Linked DNA regions of Mus musculus: region 1 is linked to region 2. Evidence: chromatin contacts called from public HiChIP or PLAC-seq data. All regions are on one chromosome and are shown on one strand. The core of a region is the stretch at or near the end of the contact, and the rest is flanking DNA. Distances in the headings are between cores, read along the strand shown. Region 1 has its middle 63 kb from the start of Mir124a-1hg. Region 2 overlaps Msra (methionine sulfoxide reductase A).

Region 1 (5,497 bases), core at 1,418-3,917, 260 kb after region 2:
CCTGGTCCCTAACAGCTTGCGGAAGCAGATCAGCAGGAAAGCATCCAACTCTGATGATGGCGCAGAAGCTGACACCTGAACAGAGGCTGGAATTCAAGAGAAGAAGCATGGTTGTGGAGAAGGGAGGAGAGAGAAGATGGGCACAGTGACTCACTGCTGGGTTTGAAGTCACTAGACTTAGGTATTGATGGTTGATAATAAGTTCAGGATCTTTCCGGTAACCCCCACACAAGTGAAACCACAACTAATTGCCCCCCCTCCCTGGTTTTTCGTAATCCTGAACCACGTCTCTTTAGAGCTCTGAAACACTGCCTGGTTATTGATTAGCCATTAGTGATTCCCTCTGTCCCCGCATGTGTGTTTCCTCTTCCTGTTTAGGGTAGCAGCCTCCAGATGACTGGAAATGGGGGCTGAGCAGGTGCAGACCGGAAGACGGAACATTCTTCTTAATGTGAGAAATTAATTTGTGGCTCTAATTGCCTCAAACTCCAAACTAAAAAAAAAAAAAAAAAAAAAGAAAAGAAAAGAAATCCATTCTCCCAGCATTCAAAATAATACAACACTGGCTTTATCTGAATTAATAATAATAATAATAATCTATCAGGGGAGAAAAAAAGAACTTGGGATGCTAAAATGCCAATCTTACCATGTTGTTAAGGAAAAGCAAGTTTAATTATATCCAGATCTGCATAGAATCATTTCTGAGTGCTATGCACAGGAGCCTAAAGGTCTAAGATTGCAGGCTTAACAAGATACATTAAACAGAGGCAAAGAGAAAGAGAGTGGGGTATGATGGGCGGGAGGAGGACAGGGGGACATGCTTCTGGCCTGCAGTTCCGTCACATGTAACAGACACTGCCAGAGTGGAAATGCTCTCAAATTGCCTTTTGAATCTATGAAAATGTCACAGAAAATTGAGTCTAGACTCTTTTCCCAGAAGTACTTGCTCTCTAGAATACAGATGCACCAGCTGTGTGCATGCCCAATCACCATAGCCGTGGCAAAAGACCCAAGATTCTCAGCTTTAAGAGAGAGAAGATTTAGTGAGGTTTGCTGTTGCGGAGGTGGTCAGTCTGTGGCCAGCTGACTTCACAGCTTTGAGGCAGTGTCACGGCAAGGAGCAGGTGGCAGAGCAATGCTGCTCACCCCGTGGTGGCCCAGAAGTAGAGTAAGGAAAAAGGCCAGGGTCCCAATGTCCTCTTCCAGAGCATGCCCCCAGTTTCCTCCCACTGGGCCCCACCTTCCTTTAGGTTCCACTGAATCCTGATAGCGCTACAGGCTGGAGAGCCAACCAACCATCAGCATCCATGCCTTTGGAGGACATTTCCAAACCTTAACACCTCATGAAAGATTCACAGGGAAATGACCTGGAATGTTCCAATTCATTGGTGCTAGAATAGAGCTAAAGGAAAGGGCTCACCTGAAAGGATCTAAAGAGCCAGTAGTGACTACAGAATCTTACAGCCATGTTGCTTTCACAAAGTCAAACCCCGAAGCGATTAACTAAAAATGAGAGCTAGCTCAGACTCCATGGGAATTTGCCTAGAATTACCTATCTTCTCATTCCTCAGTCCTGAAGAGATGGCTCCTTGGTTAAATGTCTACCGAGCAGGCACGAGGACTAGAGTTCAGAGCCCTCTAAACCCATGTCTATGCCATATAAATGTGGTGATCCACCTTTAATTACAGCCCCAAAAGATTCTACCAGAGATCCCCAGAGCAAATTAACAAACTAGCCATATCAGTAGTTCATAGGTTTAATTGAGCTCAAGGTTCTAAATGAATAAGGCTGAAGAATAGTCACTGAGGTTGGTTTCTGACATCAACCTTCCTCTGTCTCCACATCCTTGTGAACACACATTCACACACACACACACACACACACACACACACTTATGGATGTGCTCAGACACATACAAAAACATGTATTAAACACTGTATTCACATATACCCATACGTAGGTGCACACACTATTCAAAACATTCATTCTAGCACACATGCACACCATGCCAAAAAAAAATTGTAAAACTAAGAAAGAAAAGAAAAGAAAAAAATCAAGTCTCAGAACACATGGCAGCCTGGCAGGCATACCAGTTTCCAGGAGATGTTGCAAGGGAGCATGTCTGTCACAAAGTGTCCCTGACAAGGGCACATGTTAGCAGTGCAACTGCTCTGCCCGAGGGCCGATAAACAGATGTTGTGAGGAAAGACTTAGACAAGTCAGAAGACTAATCGATCTATAAACACTAAGGGATGCCTCTCAAAGAGAACCCTGCCAGCCCCCAGCTGGCTGCAGACGTTCTCAGACCCTGCTTCAGGCTGCTCTGCCTGAGCCTCACAAATGATTCCCACCTTGTTCCAAATAGTCCCCAAGTAGTAACCCACCTAACTCCCTTCGCAGCCATGTGTCTAACTTTTCTCCTCACGCTCGCCACCCCCCCCCCCTTCTCCTGCTTTCTTTCCTATGCTGAGCAGAGCAAAGCCACTTGAGGGACTGAGTTCTCGCACTGTATGGCTTCCCATTCTTAGGCTGAACGTTCTGAAATCTTCAGAGTTGTCAAGAAAGAGCTGGGGATGGGGGAGGGGTGACGACTCCGGCTGTAGCGTGCTTGTCTGAGAGCATAAGAACCTGTGCCTGACCAGCAAAACCCACATAAAAAAGCAGGGCAGACACAGCACCAGATGGGAGAGATGGGGATCCCTGAAGATTGCTGGCCAGCCAGTCTGACCAAACTGGTGGGCTACAGGCTCAATATTTTGATGCTGTCTCAAAAAGTAAGATAGGAAATGAGTGAGGAAGATAACACACACACACACACCACTGGTTTGCGCTGCACATATATCCACACACCAACAAGCTGAGGGAAAACATATCCGATGATAGAATATAAGCAGTACACTGAAACTGAAGGACCAGCTCCGTGTGGAATCAGAGCGATGAGCTAACACAGAGACACATAAATACACCAGGCTAAGTCCATTTTCCGTAAGGCCAATGCTCGGGACTCCAGTGTTCTCTGCAGAGGTTGGAAAAGTCCACCTGGCTCTCCGATCAGTCTGCAAGATCCTCTTAACCAATTAAGACCACACACCCCCAGCCCAAAGATAAAATTTAGATTGCGCACCATGCTGAGTATGGTGACAAAGTCCTACACTCTCCCACTCATGCCTGGGACATGAATCGCCCTTTGTCTAGGGAATAGAGTACACTGTCCTTTATTACTTAGTACTATCTTGGTTATCAGATCAATTGTCTAGTTTCTCAGTACTTGTGTTTAAATGACCCTTCTCTTACTCAATGATAACCCTAAAGTGCAGGGGTCATACTGCTGGCATTTGCTACGGTGCGTTGTTATAATTAATTTATTTTAAATTCGATCCTATGTCTGCTAAGGAAAAAAAAATGTAATCTCTGTAGCCTATGACACTAGTTAAAGTCTCATGCACCCACTGTGGATCTTGGAATGTATCTCACACAGAGCAGAGAGGAATTCCTGTGTAGGGCTAACTTAAACAACAACAGGAAATCCAAGGCAGGGCTCTCAGGGTAACTTCCAATCTTTCCTCATTGAGGAATGGGTAGAAAGCCTTAATCAGATGTGACAAAGCACAGCCTTTGTCTGGTCCTGGACAGTTCATTTTCTTCTCTCTGCCAGTCTCGCAGTTCCAGGCTGTGTTCTTGTTCTGGGCCATTCTGTGCTGGAATGGTTGCTTCCTGATGTCAGCGTGATTAGTATTAATTTCAGAAAATATCTTGTCTCTTTTTGTCAGCTTTTTAAAAAACCGTCTTCACCTGGTATACTTAAAGAAGAGCAAGTGCCTGCTTTTCTGCTTGGTCGCTCATTGTGAATCATGTCAGGACTGGTCATTTTTTTTTCCTCCATGATATTCACATTCGCATCCCCCCGCCCTCCTCTGTCCCTGCCTCCCTCCACTTTGTAATACTGTGTTCCCCAGAGAACTAAAAGCAGACTGGGAATTTACAATTTTGCTGCTTTTGCCAGGAAGTGATTTTCAAATCCAAAGAGAAATGGCTTCCCTCCCCACGCTGCAGACACACTACCACTCTGAAGCCTTTGACACACCCCATTTGCTGACAGCAGCCCCGAGACTGAAGGCTTGACCAGTTCACATCCCCCATCATGTTAGAATGTACTTGTCAGATTTTCTCCTGCTCTCCTCGAACCCTGACCCTGGTAAAACTGTGTAATTACATCAAAAACTAAATTAAGACCAGGAACATTTCAAGGACACATGATCTTAGATCATGGATTATTTTTTTTCCTGCCTCAAATGGTCCTTTGCCATTCTAGGGGTTGGTGGAGAATCTATGCCAACAGAACAGTCTTCCCTGACTCTGTCTACATATCTACATGTGACACCTAGAGATGAACAACCTGACAGGTGTCCTATGTGGCATGCCTGGACTCTGGATCATAAGAACAGGACAGTCCCACATCCAAGTCTTAAACAGTTGTCTGTGTGAGTAAACAGGCAGAATTTGTTCTTGTCTAAAGCAGAGGGCTTCTGGGTATCTTTTTCTTGCTGCTGTAATTCTAATTCTCTTCTCCTACCCATTTCCCATAATTCTCCTCTATCTCCTCACATAGAATAGCTAATATGTGAGCAGTGAGGATTAAGGAGAAAATTGGACTGCAGGCAATGTTCCAGTGACCTTTAAAAAAAAAAACAGAATTAAGTTTTTCTTTAATGCACATCGGTTTTTTCTTTAAGATGTTTTTATTTGTTTTATGTATGTGAGCACACTGTTACTGTCTTCAGACACACCAGAGAGAGCATCAGATCCTATTATAGATGATTGTGAGCCATCATGTGGTTACTGGGACTTGAACTCAGGACCTCTGGAAGAGCAGTGCTTTTAAACAATGAGCCATCTCTCCAACCTCCCACACAACATTTTTTAAACATGGGAGATCACTTGTCACATTCAGAGGAATTTGACCAGAGTGAGGCCATTGTCCATCAGCACCTTCATCTCACACACACACACACACACACACAGAGGACACTAACACAACAGACCCCTTCAATTCGCCTTCCTGCCTTGCCATGACCTTTCTCAGAAGTTCTGGTTCTAATGTTCCCACTGAGGACCAATGACAAGTGACTTCATTCCCTCAACTGCAGGTAATGGGATCAAGGATGGCCACTTGACCCAAGCGAGGCCAATCAATGCTGTCTTCTAAGACATAAACATTGAAACCAAAATTATTGCTAGCGTCCTTCAGTATCTTTCAGTATCTCTCTTCTCCTGTTTTTTGTTTGTTTGTTTGTTTGTTTTGGTTTTTTTTTTTTTCGATACAGTGTTTCTCTGTATAGCCCTGGCTGTCCTGGGACTCACTTTGTAGACCAGGCTGGCCTCAAACTCAGAAATTCACCTACCTCTGCCTCCCAAGTGCTGGAATTAAAGAAGTGCACCACCACCACATGGCTCTCTTCTCCTCTTAAGTCAACCCAAATGATGTTGCTTCTCAAT
Region 2 (5,518 bases), core at 2,375-4,874:
CCATTATTTTGTCTCTTAAGTTGAGGATGCTTCATTTAGGGTAAGGACACGGCATAGCTGGCAAGAGCACTTGCTTATAAGAATGATGAGGAGTTCAAATCCCCAGCTCACAGTTAGCACTGGGCCCTCTGATCCAGGTTCAGGGAAAGACCTTGTCTTAAGGAAATAAGGCTGACAGAGATAGAGCAGGATAGTAGTCACATAAGTACACACTACAGACATTTGTACAAACATCCACATGTGTGTGTGTGTGTGTGTGTGTGTGTGTGTGAGAGAGAGAGAGAGAGAGAGAGAGAGAGAGAGAGGAAAGAGAGGGAGGGAGGGAGACAGAGAGACAGAGAGAGACAGGGAGGAAGGGAGGGAGGAAGAGAGAGAGAGAGAGACAGAGAGAGACAGAGACAGAGAGACAGAGAGAGACTCCCTCTATTTCTAGACTAAGTGGTCAGCTCCCTCTTGAGTTGCTTCTGTCAGGGATTTTTTTTTTTCAGCATCAGGGCAAGAAACGGAGACGAATATCTAGAGATCTAGTGTCTGTCAAGTGCTCTCTGCAGAGTGAGCATCTCCTGAAGGCTCCACTTCATTGGAGGTTGCTACACAATGATGTTTCCAACTCAACAATTATTACTACACCAACAGTGGACAGAGAATTAAAACCATAGGATGCAGGAGCTACACACCATCCATACAATAGTGCGTGCATGTTTAAAGGGAACGGTGACGTTATAACCCATTCACTTGTCCTTGAAGTCTTCACTTAGCCTTAGTAATGAACACAGAGGCCTGGCACTCCCAGGGATTTCCTCACACCCCCACCCCTACCTTTCAGTGCTAATTTCTGACCCATCCCTGATTTGCTCGAGTATTCCCATCACTGTAACTATAGACTACTTTACATTTTAGGAATTAAATAGTGCAACATGTGCTTTTTGTTTGTTTGTTTGTTTTTTTCCTGCAGAAAAATGTATCCAAGCATAACTGTTTTGAGCCCCACTCCCCATTTTGTCATAGCAGTGCCTTGTCCTCCATTTTGCTGAGTGTTTTTCCACTGAATGGATGTAACATCATTTGCTTATACATTCACCTTTTGATAACCACTTAGGTTGGGGTTATTATAACCACTTCTAGTTTGGGGTTATTATAGAAATAGTTACTGTCAACATTCCTGTATAGGGTTTTTAACGTAAACCTAAGTTTTTCCTTCTCTTTGGTACAGGAGTGGGCCTCCTAGGCCATATGACTCGCTTACATTAAACTCTGTGTGATATTCCCAAGTGCTTTTTTGCCACATAGCCATGGTGTTCTGTGTTGCCACCAGCAGAGCAGGAGTCCCAGGAGCTCAGCATCCTCCTTGGTTCTCAATGCTGACAGTTGTTTTCTCATCTTTAGTTGGGTGAGTATGTTGAGGAATATGTGTGGGCCACGACATGAACGTAGAATGCAGGGGACAACCTTGGGTGTTAGTCCTCTCTGTCTGTCTTTAGTACTCTTTATTGTCCTCTGCTGTGCATGCCAAGCTAGCTGCCCTCAAGCTCCCAGGGATTCTCCTGTTTCGGCCTCCCATCTCACCTTAGAGGTGCTCTGATTATAGACTCAAGCTACTGTGTAAGGCTTTTCTTGGGTGCTAGGGAATCCAAATTGGGTTCTCACACTTGTAGGGCAAATGCTTTAGCCACAGAGCTAGCTCCTCTCCTGACAGTGATTTTCCTTAATTTAGCTATTTTAAAAGAATGCTAGTAGCAGATAAATGTGGTTTTTATTTGCATTTTTTTCTGATAACTAATGATGTTGAACACCTCAAAAAAAAATCTTATATGGCATCTGTGGGTTTTCTCTGATGACCTGATTCAGAGGATTTGCCTACTTTCAAAAAGTTGTTAGTTTTATTACTAAGTTTTGAGCATTCTTCAAAAGGATGAAAACTTTTATTCCCCTGTGGAGTAGAGAAAAAAGGGAACTTGCAGACAGACTTTAAGTCATTTACTGCCAAAGCAAATCGTGTGCCAGGAAAGTGAGGATTTGAAATAGACCCAGGCTTTTGTTGCAGAGACGGATGAGATTCTTGCCAATTCCGTGTTTGTGTGAGGCACAGCCAGGCTGTGGGCAGGTACCCAGCCTGCCTTTCAGCTTGGATACCTAGTCCCGGCTGAAGATTCCCACACTGTGTCCCTCGGCCTGCTGGCCAACTCTCTCCTGTTGAGGAAAATCCCAAAGACTATGGAATGAGGCAGGCCCTTGCTTTTTCACACATGAATGAACTAATGTTGTGTGCTGTGCCAAGCCCTCATGTTGATGCTCATGAAATCAGAGAATCCTGTATAGACTCCTCCCTGGCATCCTGCCCATATTAGAAGCATAGTTGTTCTGATATGGCTTCACAACTCCTGACTTGCTGGTAGTGACTGTCCCCTTCATCATTGTGACAGTATCATAGGTGATAAACACCAAGGTGCCAACCACTAATCTGTAAATTTCCTTTTCCATTCTCTCTATAATTAACTTGGGTTAAAATTTAATCACATTCATAAGGCAATGCATCCAATATGGATTGTTTCCTGTATTCCTCCAAAAGGAGACAGTTTCTAATAAATAGAAATGTGACGTCCTGACAGTCCCCCACACAATATCACATTGTCTTTTACAGGTGATTCCACATCTCTGTACATTATCTAGAAGCAAGAAACAGGGAGAACTTTATTTATTTGTTTTTTGAGACAGGGCCTCTTTATATAGTCCTGGCTGGCCTGAAACTCACTATGTAAACCAGGCTGGTCTCACATTCATAGAGACCATCAGCCTCTACCTCTTGAGTGCTAGGATTAAAGGCATGAGCCACCACAGCACGCTAATTTTTATATTAATTTTTGTTTATTCTTGAGAATCTTATAACGGATACAATGAAACATAACCACACCCACCTTCCATTTATTTCTCTTTCTAACTCTCCTAATCCGCCCCCCTCACACACACACACAACACAGCTCAAATCTCAAGGTCAAAATAACCAATCAAGTCTAGGACTTTATTTTATTCCTTGTAATAGAATGTGGGAATATAACTAAAACTTTAAAAGATGGGTATATAAAACAAAACAAATATTTCTAACGACATCATATTATGGAATGTACAGTTCCAGAAAACCAGCATCGCTTCCCTTCACTGACACAGTGCTATGAATCTACTTAATCTGCTCTGATGCTTTTTAACAAGGCCTCCAGGAAGCTGAGAAGACACTCTCCTCTAAAGTGGGAGTGAGCTGATTCCCATGCTTGCTGTCTCTAGGACCCATGCCCATCACCACCGTACTGACTCCATTAAGTACCCATCCCTGGTCTCCATACACTGTGTATGTCCTGTGACCAAAACCCTCACAGAATCAACAAAAAGCAATCCAGGAGTCATTGGTAATACAGTTGGTTTCGGTTTTGGTTTGGTTTTAAAGAGGCAGGTTTACAGCATAACATATTTCTGATTCTAAGTTCTGTTTCTTTAAGAAATGGAATTCCTTTAAACCTTTATCTTCCCAGTGAAGAGTCCACAAAGGACTAATCATACAATGGAACCATTTAAATGCCTCACTCTGCAGTGTGGTCTCTTTGAGCACAATTGTTTGGATAAATTCTCCTCTTGCCCATTATCTGAACACAACGTGTGGTGGCCAGTTGCATTTTGCGGTAACAATGTACCGGCATTGGCTAGCACTCCATTTTCAGCTGCCAATACAGGCACTGGAGAAGTATTCAGACCTGGAGACAAACGACAGCTGAAAACAGAGAGCCGGCCTGCAGGTGGGTTTCAGGGGATGTCTTATCTGCTCAGAGTCATTGTGTTCCAATCTGCATGTCTTCCAGAAGACTAAAAGTAAGGGTCCCAGGAGGTGGGAGAAGGTTACCGCTGTAAAACTGTGTCTCAGCAGCTAGAAGCTGAATTATCCTTGGATTCTAGGAAGGTAACATGAAACAACTCTCTTCTGTTGGTGAGCTCCGCTAGGTGTATAGAGATGGATGTGATGGCTCAGTGTAGTTTGTTTAAAAACACAGCATGAGCTGGGCATTGCACTGCACACTTGTAAAGGCTGCTTTTGTGTGTCAACTTGACACAAGCTGGAGTTATCACAGAGAAAGGAGCCTCCCTTGAGGAAATGCCTCCATGAAATCCAGCTGTAAGCCATTTTCTCAATTAGTGATCAAGGGTAAGAGGGCCCATTGTGTGTGGTGCCATCCCTGGGCTGGTAGTCCTGGGTTCTATAAGAAAGCAAGCTGAGTAAGGCAGGGGAACCAAGCCAGTAAGTAACATCCCTCCATGGTCTCTGCATCAGTTCCTGCCTCCAGGTTCCTGCCCTATGTGAGTTTCTGTCCTGGCTTCCTTTGGTGAGGAACAGCAATGTGGAAGTGTAAGCTGAATAAACCCTTTCCTCTACAACTTGTTTCTTGGTCATGATGTTTTGTGCAGGAATACAAACCCTAACTAAGACACCTGAAATATCAGCACTTGGAAGGGGGAAGCAAGAGGATTGACCGTTTGAGGCCAGCCAGAACTACAGAGTTCTGTCAAAATTAAAACAATGAAAGGGAGGAAAAGGGGAAGGAGAAAGAAGAGAAAAGGAAACTGCCATGTAGTCTTTCTTACAAGGAATACTGGGTCCCCACACTGTATTAGTATCCCGTGGTGGCAAAGAAGCACCTGAGATGTTCTCACTTCTGAGACCTGCATTACTGTCTTTTTCTTTTTCATGCAGAACTTGGTAGAGCACCTGCTTAACCTAGTAATGATAGTTTACTGAGAATTTAACTACATATCAGGCCCTTCTCTAAAGGATAAGGGGGGGAGGAGATAGATAGGTGATAGATTTGATAGATATAGATAGATAGATAGATAGATAGATAGATAGATAGATAGACAGACAGGCAGGCTAGAGTAATGATTCAGTTGGTAAAATGCTTGCCTTGCAAGCTGGAGAACCTAAATTTGACAACCCCTAAAACCCATGTACAAATGCCAGCCATGCTAGCTTGTGCTTGAAATCCCAGCTTTAGGACAGCAGAGACATGAAGGCCCCTGGGGCTCACTGGCCAGTTAGTCTAACCTAATTGATGAGCTCCAGGCCAATAAGAGACCCTGTCTCAATGGGTAGTGTGCTTGAAGCTAATACCCAACGTTGTCTTCTGACCTACACACACCTACACACATGAACATGCATGCACCTTCGACAAACACAGAAAGAACTAGAGTAAGGAAGGCAACCAACAGTGCTGTGAGCATGTGGATTGAGTGACTAGCATACTTTATGGAGGAGAGGGTGGGGCATCACAGGAAGCCAAGACTTACAAGTGGATAATGGCCAGACCCAGGAGTAAATTCTCTCCATATCTCCTCTACTCATTTTAGAAGTCGTGTTTTCAGCAATACACATTGCACTCAAATATCCTAAGAGTCAATAAAAGTGACTTCATGAAATGTGAATGAAGTGCCTCATTTTGTTTGAAAATGAATAAATGAATTGCTCATTGCAGTTCACAGG

What was found. HiChIP or PLAC-seq counts read pairs in DNA pulled down with a chosen protein or histone mark.
Region 1: a contact with region 2 is called in an H3K27ac HiChIP or PLAC-seq map of extraembryonic endoderm stem cells. The contact joins two enhancer-like sites. A contact is called at or near these places in 3 of 115 datasets of contacts at active chromatin or transcription factors (embryonic basal ganglia, extraembryonic endoderm stem cells and large pre-B cells) and 1 of 9 other capture datasets (embryonic stem cells).

Annotation. Positions count from the first base shown.
Region 1 is chr14:64,522,339-64,527,835 of GRCm38.p6, forward strand. No RefSeq gene overlaps it. Among named protein-coding and RNA genes, the nearest start is that of Mir124a-1hg, 63 kb to the right of the region's middle. Within about 2 kb of position 2,668, at least 11 of the 459 cell types and tissues checked have an H3K27ac peak or open chromatin away from gene starts, as enhancers often do. A contact at or near this core is called in extraembryonic endoderm stem cells, where this site is marked.
Region 2 is chr14:64,262,162-64,267,679 of GRCm38.p6, forward strand. The region is part of intron 3 of Msra (methionine sulfoxide reductase A); the gene reads right to left. It overlaps Gm41176 (a long non-coding RNA gene), which reads left to right. Exons shown (of 5, transcript XR_001781294.2): 1 at 1-3,785. Among named protein-coding and RNA genes, the nearest start is that of Gm41176, 4.4 kb to the left of the region's middle. Within about 2 kb of position 3,625, at least 29 of the 459 cell types and tissues checked have an H3K27ac peak or open chromatin away from gene starts, as enhancers often do. A contact at or near this core is called in extraembryonic endoderm stem cells, where this site is marked.